Linked DNA regions of Delphinus delphis: region 2 is linked to region 1. A link is a contact called in public Hi-C data. All regions are on one chromosome and are shown on one strand. The core of a region is the stretch at or near the end of the contact, and the rest is flanking DNA. Distances in the headings are between cores, read along the strand shown.

Region 1 (4,298 bases), core at 614-3,113:
ACTAAAACCAAACAGGAGTAGTAGAAAATATTCTTTATCGCCAGCAAAAGCAAAACTACTTAAGGAAATGAGGAATGAGCTCAAGATTTCTCACTTCAGCTAACACCTCCACAGACTGCATTATCATTTTAGGCAGTGACATTTCACATTTAATTTTTAACGGCAGGAATGATTTCCATCTGGGATTTATCTGCATAAAAGTGTTAGCCTTGGCACACTTTCAGTATTTAGCTGAAAGCTCATTTTTTGGCTCTAAGCAAAATTCCCAATACTACGCAATAGGTATTATCTCTACATTAATCCCACCACTGAGAGCCTAATATTGTGTTCTACATAGTGGTGAATTTTGCCCTCAGATAAGCACATCTGTCTGTAACCCTCCCTCAAACACTGATAAATTACTTACCTTCACTACCTTAAAATCTTCTGCATTTTTCAACAATATTTACACTTCTAAAAGAGTTTAACAGATATTACTATTCTTCGTAAGGAGAAAGAAAAACTATAAATTAGGACAAACTCCCTTACGTAGAAAAATGCCAAACCAGCCGCTGAAATGGTAACTTTCAGGTATAGCATCACAGTTCTAACTGGTCAAACTACAATCCTCGCCAGTTATTGCAGGAGTAGATAAATTGCAGCCACTGGGGGAAAAGCCACATAAAAACGTTAGGTCCTCACTTATCTTTTTCGTTAAAAAGGAGACACCTGAAAGTCACAGGGGCAGTAGATCCCGTAAGGCAACCTACTGGAGAGACTGTACTGAGCGTGCATGTCTCCAAACGCAGAAAACCAAAGTTCCTGCGTGACGACAGGATGGCAGCGAAAAACAGTAGCCCATCCGTCCACAGGAGAAGAGAAAGAAGTCCACCAGGAAAGGCTGGGAGTCACGGAGGTGGAGCTGCGAGACCTACCGGCTCCGCGCCGTTTCCCTCGGCTGCTAACAGAAGCCGCGGGCTGCAGATCGGCGAGAGCGCCGGGTGGGCTCGCGGGCGCAGGGGGGCTGCGGCTGACCGACTGGCTTCGGCCCCGCACCGGGAAGTCTCCAGGGCCTCGCCCGCGCAGCCGGGAAGCCACCCAGCCCACAGACAGGCGGAGGAGCCACCTGGGCAGAGCCACGTCGGAGGAAGGGAGCGCGGCGGGAGGTGGGCACCCGGCACACCCACCGGGAGGCTGACAGCCCGGAGCGCGAGACGGCCGGGGCGCGAGAAGGGCCGCGGCGCGCTTGAGGGGGTCGTCCTGAGGGCGCCGCCGGCCGCCAACGACTCCCCCTAGCCCGAATCGGCTGCAGCGGGGTACTCACGTAGGGCTGGTAGAACTTGGAGAGCCGCGGCTTCCCGTGGTTGTTAAAGATGAGGATCGCCTTGATCATGGCTGAGCCGGGCCGACCGGGTGGGAGCTGGGGGCCAGGGCGGGGGCGGGCGCGCGAGCCTCGCCTCGGGATCTCGCTGGCGATCCTTCCCCACCCGCCCCCTCCCGCACACGCGCGCGCGCGCGCGCCCCCCGGAGCTGCGGGGCAGGGCTTGGATAGGGCGGGGCCTGGGCGGGGTCGGCGCGGAGGGAAGCGGAAACAGCTCCAGGCCGGAGCTCGAAGCATAGGGGCGCTTGCGCTCCCGGAGGCTCACGGGGACGTTGCCTACCGACCTTTTCCGGAAACTTGCTGTTGTGGGGGGCGGAGAAACAGTAGTTGATCTATCAGCGGTCAGGGGACTGCAACAGGTTCGACGCAGAGGACCAACCTGCAATTCCGACTCTCAGTGGTGGTTTGGGTTCTCCCCGCCCCTACTCCGGCACCTCCCTAGCGCCGCTCTCCGGCGCAAAGCCCGCCCACTGTATGCGCTGAGCCACCACTTCCGCCCTCACCTCCCTCCAAGCAAGATGGCTGAGGAACCGGAGTCTTCGCTGCAGCTTCCTCCCTCAATTGCTGCTGAAGGTGAAGGACCCACGGAGGTCTCCCCAGAAACAGCCACTCCGGAGCCCCCTTCTTCCGCTGCAGTCTCTCCGGGAACAGAAGAACCTGCCGGTGACACCAAGAAGAAAAGTAATTTTCAGAGCAGTTTCACTCTGGGCAGAGACGGGAGGTTGAGGTTGTCTTCGAATAGGGATGGCGGCTAATAAAGAAACAAAATTTAGAGGAGGGCCGGTTCCAGACGAGGTTTTTGACCAGTCAGGAGAGAGGAAGTATACTTTTCGGCTTTTAAGACGTTTGAGTTAAGTGCCTCGAAAGAAAGCTATCTCTGGACGCACCTTCGCGGTGTGGTACCCAGTTTTTGAATGTCACGGCATTTATTACGCTGTACTCTTATCTTCCTTTGAAATGACCAGACTGAGAGCTCTTTGAAGGTGGGAACTCTGTGGGATCTGGATAGTTCCAAGTACTTAACGCGGGATCTAATTATTTGAATAATGATTTTAGCTGATAAGGATGGTCTATGGCAAATCTGAATTAGCATCCACACCTTCCGATTAGGTCTCTGTTTTTTATACCAAATGAGTGTGAATTCACACCTTGGACCAAAAAACTGGGGTTTTACCCGGTATGAAGACTGCTAAGGGAAAACTAAAGGCAGAGGCATCGCCTTTTTTAAAAAAAAACAAAAACACCGTTTTGGAATCTTTGTAAATGAATCATTTCGTTGCTTGAACTGGACCCTTTATTGCTTGAGAATTAGTCCTCAACCCTTTATTTCTTGAGAATTAATTCGCCATTGTAAAATACAGTAATTCCTAAGTGGAGCACTCTATGTAGAGTTGCCTATGAGAAAATCAGGAATTCGTTTTCTCATGTTGTGCTCAGTGATATCATGCCCTTTCATCCATCTTCACTTTCTGCTGCTGTGGAGGATAATTGTCTCTCCCAGCACTGTCCCCCTTTTAAGTCAGACTGCCTCTACACTTGGGGGAAATCTTTTCTGTCATTTCCACATTATTCACCAATAGATAAACAAAAAACTATAATTATTTCTGTAGGTAACTACTAGACTCGTTCGTCAGATGAATCCCATGAGTTTTAGAGATTTTTTTTATTTCTTATTGGAGTATAATTGGTTAACAATGTTGTGTTAGTTTCTGCTGTACAGCGAAGTGAATCAGTACTGTTGTTCCCTTTTTTCCCTTGCAATTTACTATAAGCAGAAACAGACTTTCAGAGAGTTTGTCTTAATATCTAGCAGTCTTAGTCAACAATTAACTACGTACTTGAGCCTGAAGATTGCTGTGTAATACTGTGGCTAAAAAATAAGGCCCACATTCCCAGATATGGCCTGAGGTTATATGGCATGTTTTCTTGAGTCTGCACAATTTATGATTTTTAACTATCATTTAAAAATCGAATTTTCACCTTCTGGCTCCTGTGAGCATTTGAGTTAGCCTCTGTGATAGAAAACTTACTTTCTAGCTATTTAATGTCTACCCTGAAGTTGTCATCCTTTTTTGAGGACCTTTTCTCATGGAAAAAGCTTAACTATTTCATATGCTCCACCTTTGGTTTAATCTACATATTACTGAAGCTGACCAAGCTTGTTAGTTATGGCGGCACTTTAGGATCACCTGAGGGAGCTTTTAAACATAGCAGTGCCGAGGCCCTATTTCCAGAAGATTCTGATTTAGTTGATGTAGACATCTGTTTTCTTATACATGTTCCCCCAGTTGAGTCTCCTGTGTAGCTAGAGTGGAGAACTACAAACAAATCACCTTTAGAATTAAAAAAATTAATAATAAAGTACAGCTATAATCATAATAAATATTTTTCCTTCTCTAGCTTCTTGCTGTCGCTCTCTTCTTCAGTAGTACAACTCACTATTTTCTTCTTCACTTTCTTGCAATGCCCAGTTGCAGTTGACTGATTGATAGCCCCAGGGGATTGAAGGAACAGGGACAGGGAGGTATGGAAGGTGAGTTAACCAAAATCTCCTTAGCTATCTCCCAGTTCATCTCTTTTGCTTAGATAACTGAGGGTAGGATTACTAAATGGAAGAAGGGAGATAAACTTTAGTAGGAAGATAAACTGTGCATTATGTGTTCTACATGGCTTCATTCCAGGGGTAAACTTCAGTAAATTGATCTCAGTAACCTCATTGGGACCCAATTTTTAATACCAAGGAATGGGACAGGAAGGTTGTAATAGAATAGAGTTGACTTTAGGGGGCAGCAGAACACCTCTGCTTTCGATGTTTCCTTTGATTGTGGATGTCTTTTTTTTAAATTTTTTAAAATTGAAGTATAGTTAATTTACAATGTTGTGTTAGTTTCAAGTGTACGGCAAAGTGATTCAGTTATACATATATGTATATTTTCTT
Region 2 (4,039 bases), core at 793-3,292, 300 kb after region 1:
CCAATATTTTAAATTGATAAAGAACTGACAAAGGTTGCCTGAGGTTTTTTTTTTTTTTTTGTGGTATGCGGGCCTCTCACTGTTGTGGCCTCTCCCGTTGCGGAGCAACAGGCTCCGGACGCGCAGCCTCAGCGGCCATGGCTCACGGGCCCAGCCGCTCCGCGGCATGTGGGATCTTCCCAGACCGGGGCACGAACCCGTGTACCCTGCATCGGCAAGCGGACTCTCAACCACTGCGCCACCAGGGAAGCCCTGCCTGGTTTTATACCCTGGAACAATGCACCATTTTAAGATTCTCAGTGAGTGAAAATTATGTCCTTTATTTTTGCAATTTGGGAAATATATGGCTATTGTAAAAGAGTTGGGAAATGAAACAGGGAGATGCCATACTGCATTCCTTTACCAGCAGATCAGTTTTAGGAAGTGATACAGATGCAAGCTGAAGATTCAGAAACTGGTGGCCTTAAAACTAAGTGTGCACCTACCCCTTGAAAATCCCCTGGGAGATGCTCATGTCCATTTGAAGACCACTGATGTAAATTTTTACAACATCTTATTGAATTTGATAAGAGAGATAGGTCAGCTCACATTAGGCCTTGGTTGGGAAACTGTACTCTGGTGTTTACACCTTGGGAGTGTAGAACTGTGATCTTTAACACTAGGGATAAAACAGCCAATTCCTCTTGGTTGTTTGATTTTTATAGATTGCTACCCTCATCCTTTCTATTCTGCCCTTCTTTATTTTCCTCTCAGTGGTAGTAACCTTAACTTCAATTTTGGAGTACTGATGTTGAGCCTATATACTGACTGCCTGAGGCAAATATAATGCCCCACTTAAAAATGATTATTAAGACCATAAAAAATGAGAAATCTTTAGAGTATATTAAGGTAAAAAAGCAAAATATGTAGTTGTATGTAAATTATTATTTCAATTATACAAAACTACATAAAATTCTGGACAATACTATAAGTAAATATGCAAAAATGAAGTGATTTTTAAATAAAATGTCTTTAATGTTGCATTACTTTTTAAGTAATAATGCTAATTACACTTATGATACTGGGGGTCAGATAATGTCTAATCTAACATTCTCTTTCTCTTAACGGTACCAAAAAACTGTGTGTGAGTTCAAGTCCCCCAAAATAAAGTGTTCAAGAGATTGAAAACTACGTTTTTCAAAACTATTTTCTCATCATGATTCACTATGGGTGTTAAGTCTCCAAACATATTTAAACTCTTCCTCACCCTAGTTTAAAACATCCCATGTGTTAACGTCATGAATTCCACAAGTTTATTTCCTGCTGCATAAAGTAGTAATTCTTTTCATTTATATTAACTTTTTAGCTTCCTCTCATTTCCTGGTTTTACTGTTCAGAGTGAAGAACTCGATGACTTACACTGCTGTTAAGCTTTATCATTCCTTGTAGCTTTATATTTTCTTAGAGTTCATATTTTTATAAACTAAGCCATGTTTGGCAGCCTCCAAAACTAAGCTTTTTCTCAAGTTTGTTGCGTTTTTCTTGTTTTGCTTTTTTGAGGCCTCATAACGAGCTCGGTATATTCCAGGGCCCAGCAAAGGAAGGAACCTTAGAAGAGACTAGTTTGAGAGAGTTGATGTCTGCGAGAAAGAAAGAATGGCTACCACCCCTCTGGGGGGTTATGGCCTTGGAACCCAAAGGTACCCGAAACCAGCGCCCCGAAAGGTGGAGCGCGGAGCAGCCCCCTACACCTCGACAGCCTCTCCGCCAACCTTCGGCGACCGCCTCCGGCGTGGCCCCGCCCCGCCCCTCCCCGCCCCGCCCCTAGGCGGCTGCTCGCGGCAGCCGCCGCCCTCCCCCGGCCCAATGGCGAGGCTGCCGCGTCGGTGATGTGAAGCAGTGCTCTGGCACGTCCGGCCCCCGTCCCGCAGTCCATTACACCATCCGCCGCGGCTGCTGCTGTAGCCGCTGCAGCCCGCGCAGACTGGGAGGGCGGGAGGCAGTTCGCCGGGGCGGGGCGGGGCGAGGCGAGGCGGGGCGAGCGGCGCGGCCGGATTCATTCCTGTGGGGCGCGGGGTATGGAGAAGCTGTGCGGCCGCAGGCGGAGCTGGGCGGTCCGGACGGCGGCGCGGATAGCGGTCTCATTTTGAGGGGGCAGCCCGAGCCCGAGCGGCCGGCGGCGGCGGGGAGGACTAGCCCCGTGGCAGGTAGTGGAGGCGGCGGCGGCGGCGGTCGGCCGAGCCCGGGCCGTGGCCTGAGGCTCCCGCGGGGAGGCCTGGGCGGGAAGGGGAAGGAGGGCGCTCGCAGGAACGGAAGGCGGGCAGCGGGCTGGAGGCCACAGGCTGATCGGCCTGCGGGAGGGGGTCGTGGTTGATGGAGGAGCTTGGGGAGGGGGCTGCCCCTATCGGGAAAAGGTAGAGGTGAAGGTTGTGTAGGGGCGGCTGTGGTTTGGGGAACCTACGGACCCCTTTGCGGGGCGGGGGGTGGGGATCAGAATGGGGCGGGCGAAGTTAGCTAAAAGGCAGCCGGATTTCCTGAGAGCCTCGAGTAGTTTTAAAGGCGAGGGAACCTTTTGGGTGAGGGTTTTGGCGTTAGCTGGCCGCGGTTTGTTGGGTCCGACCTTTTTTGTTCCTTCTCGAAAGCCATCCTGGCCACGGCGAGGCCTTGCAGCCTCGCGCCCTTGGCCCGCTCTCCTCTGCAGATGTGAGAAAGGGAAACATTTCTGCACCCGCGTCTCCTGCCTCTTTGGGTTGTACTCTCTCTGGGCGTGTGCAAAGCAAAACTAGCCCAAAGCTTGGCTGGTTAGGAGGCGAGAAAACCGGTTGCCTGTAGTGTTTAAATTTACCGTATACAGAGAAGAGACTGTCTCCCACCGTAACATTTGGGTCTCTGTGTGTATCTTTTTTGTATTCTTCTTTCCCACCTTTTTTGGGGAGGCGGAGTAGTCCCTAAAGTGTGGCTCCCCCCGCCCCCAGGAGTAAAAATTAAGAAAACCTAGTGTTTTCGCCTTTACCTATGGAAATTTCAAAACCGCTACTTTTTTTTTTTTTTCTTTCTCCAGTTTGGCGCTCTGGTTGTCATATGTTGGACGGCAATAGACAGAACATACATCCGTTCTGGGGCGCCGTGATTAACACTGAACTTTGGTTCCTGTAACCCTTGCCTGTGTCAATAGAGTTAAGCTGGAGCTTTGCTTTGAAAGATAAATAAAGCACAGCCTCTCAACTGGACATAAATGGATCTAAAGACAGCAGTATTTAATGCAGCTCGAGATGGCAAACTCCGGCTTCTCACCAAATTGTTGGCAAGCAAATCTAAAGAGGAGGTTTCCTCCTTGATCTCTGAAAAAACAAATGGGGCCACCCCACTCTTGATGGCCGCCAGGTATGGGCACCTTGACATGGTGGAATTTCTCCTAGAGCAGTGCAGTGCCTCCATAGAAGTCGGGGGCTCGGTCAATTTTGATGGCGAAACCATTGAGGGGGCTCCCCCTTTGTGGGCCGCTTCTGCAGCAGGACATCTGAAGGTGGTTCAGTCTTTGTTAAATCATGGAGCGTCTGTCAACAACACGACTTTAACCAATTCAACTCCTCTTCGAGCTGCCTGTTTCGATGGCCATTTGGAAATAGTCAAGTACCTGGTAGAACACAAAGCTGATTTGGAAGTGTCAAACCGACATGGGCATACATGCTTGATGATCTCATGTTACAAAGGACACAAAGAGATTGCTCAGTATTTACTTGAAAAGGGGGCAGATGTTAATAGAAAAAGTGTTAAAGGTGAGTTCATATTCATTTTAATTTTTTAAGTGTTTACCACTTATTTTCAGGAAGTTTGATACATAATAATAAGCAGTGGTGTTGAGTAAGCCAACACTGACAGACCTATTTTGATTAGGTATCCCTTCCAGTATAACCTTGTTGATTGTTTCTTTGGTATTTGATAGTACATGGGACAAATGTGATTTAAAAAAAACACCCTCTATCACTGTGTTAAGCCGCATTTTCTCTTTATTTGGAGTAACTTACAATTTATGGGAAGTGGGTTCCCCAAAGTTTCG

What was found. Hi-C and Micro-C count contacts between places; a contact is called where the count stands out from the background.
Region 2: a contact with region 1 is called in a Hi-C map of lung, with 3 times the contacts expected there. The contact joins the promoter of FEM1C here to the promoter of LOC132423356 in region 1. A contact is called at or near these places in 2 of 3 Hi-C or Micro-C datasets (lung and muscle).

Annotation. Positions count from the first base shown.
Region 1 is chr3:78,508,248-78,512,545 of mDelDel1.2, forward strand. It overlaps LOC132423356 (cysteine dioxygenase type 1), which reads left to right and starts at 1,864. Exons shown (of 7, transcript XM_069540590.1): 1 at 1,864-2,041. The coding sequence starts at 1,879. It overlaps AP3S1 (adaptor related protein complex 3 subunit sigma 1), which reads right to left and starts at 1,539. Exons shown (of 6, transcript XM_060008991.1): 1 at 1,304-1,539. The coding sequence starts at 1,372.
Region 2 is chr3:78,810,947-78,814,985 of mDelDel1.2, forward strand. FEM1C (fem-1 homolog C) reads left to right here and starts at 2,043. Exons shown (of 3, transcript XM_060009001.1): 1 at 2,043-2,186; 2 at 3,041-3,758. The coding sequence starts at 3,215.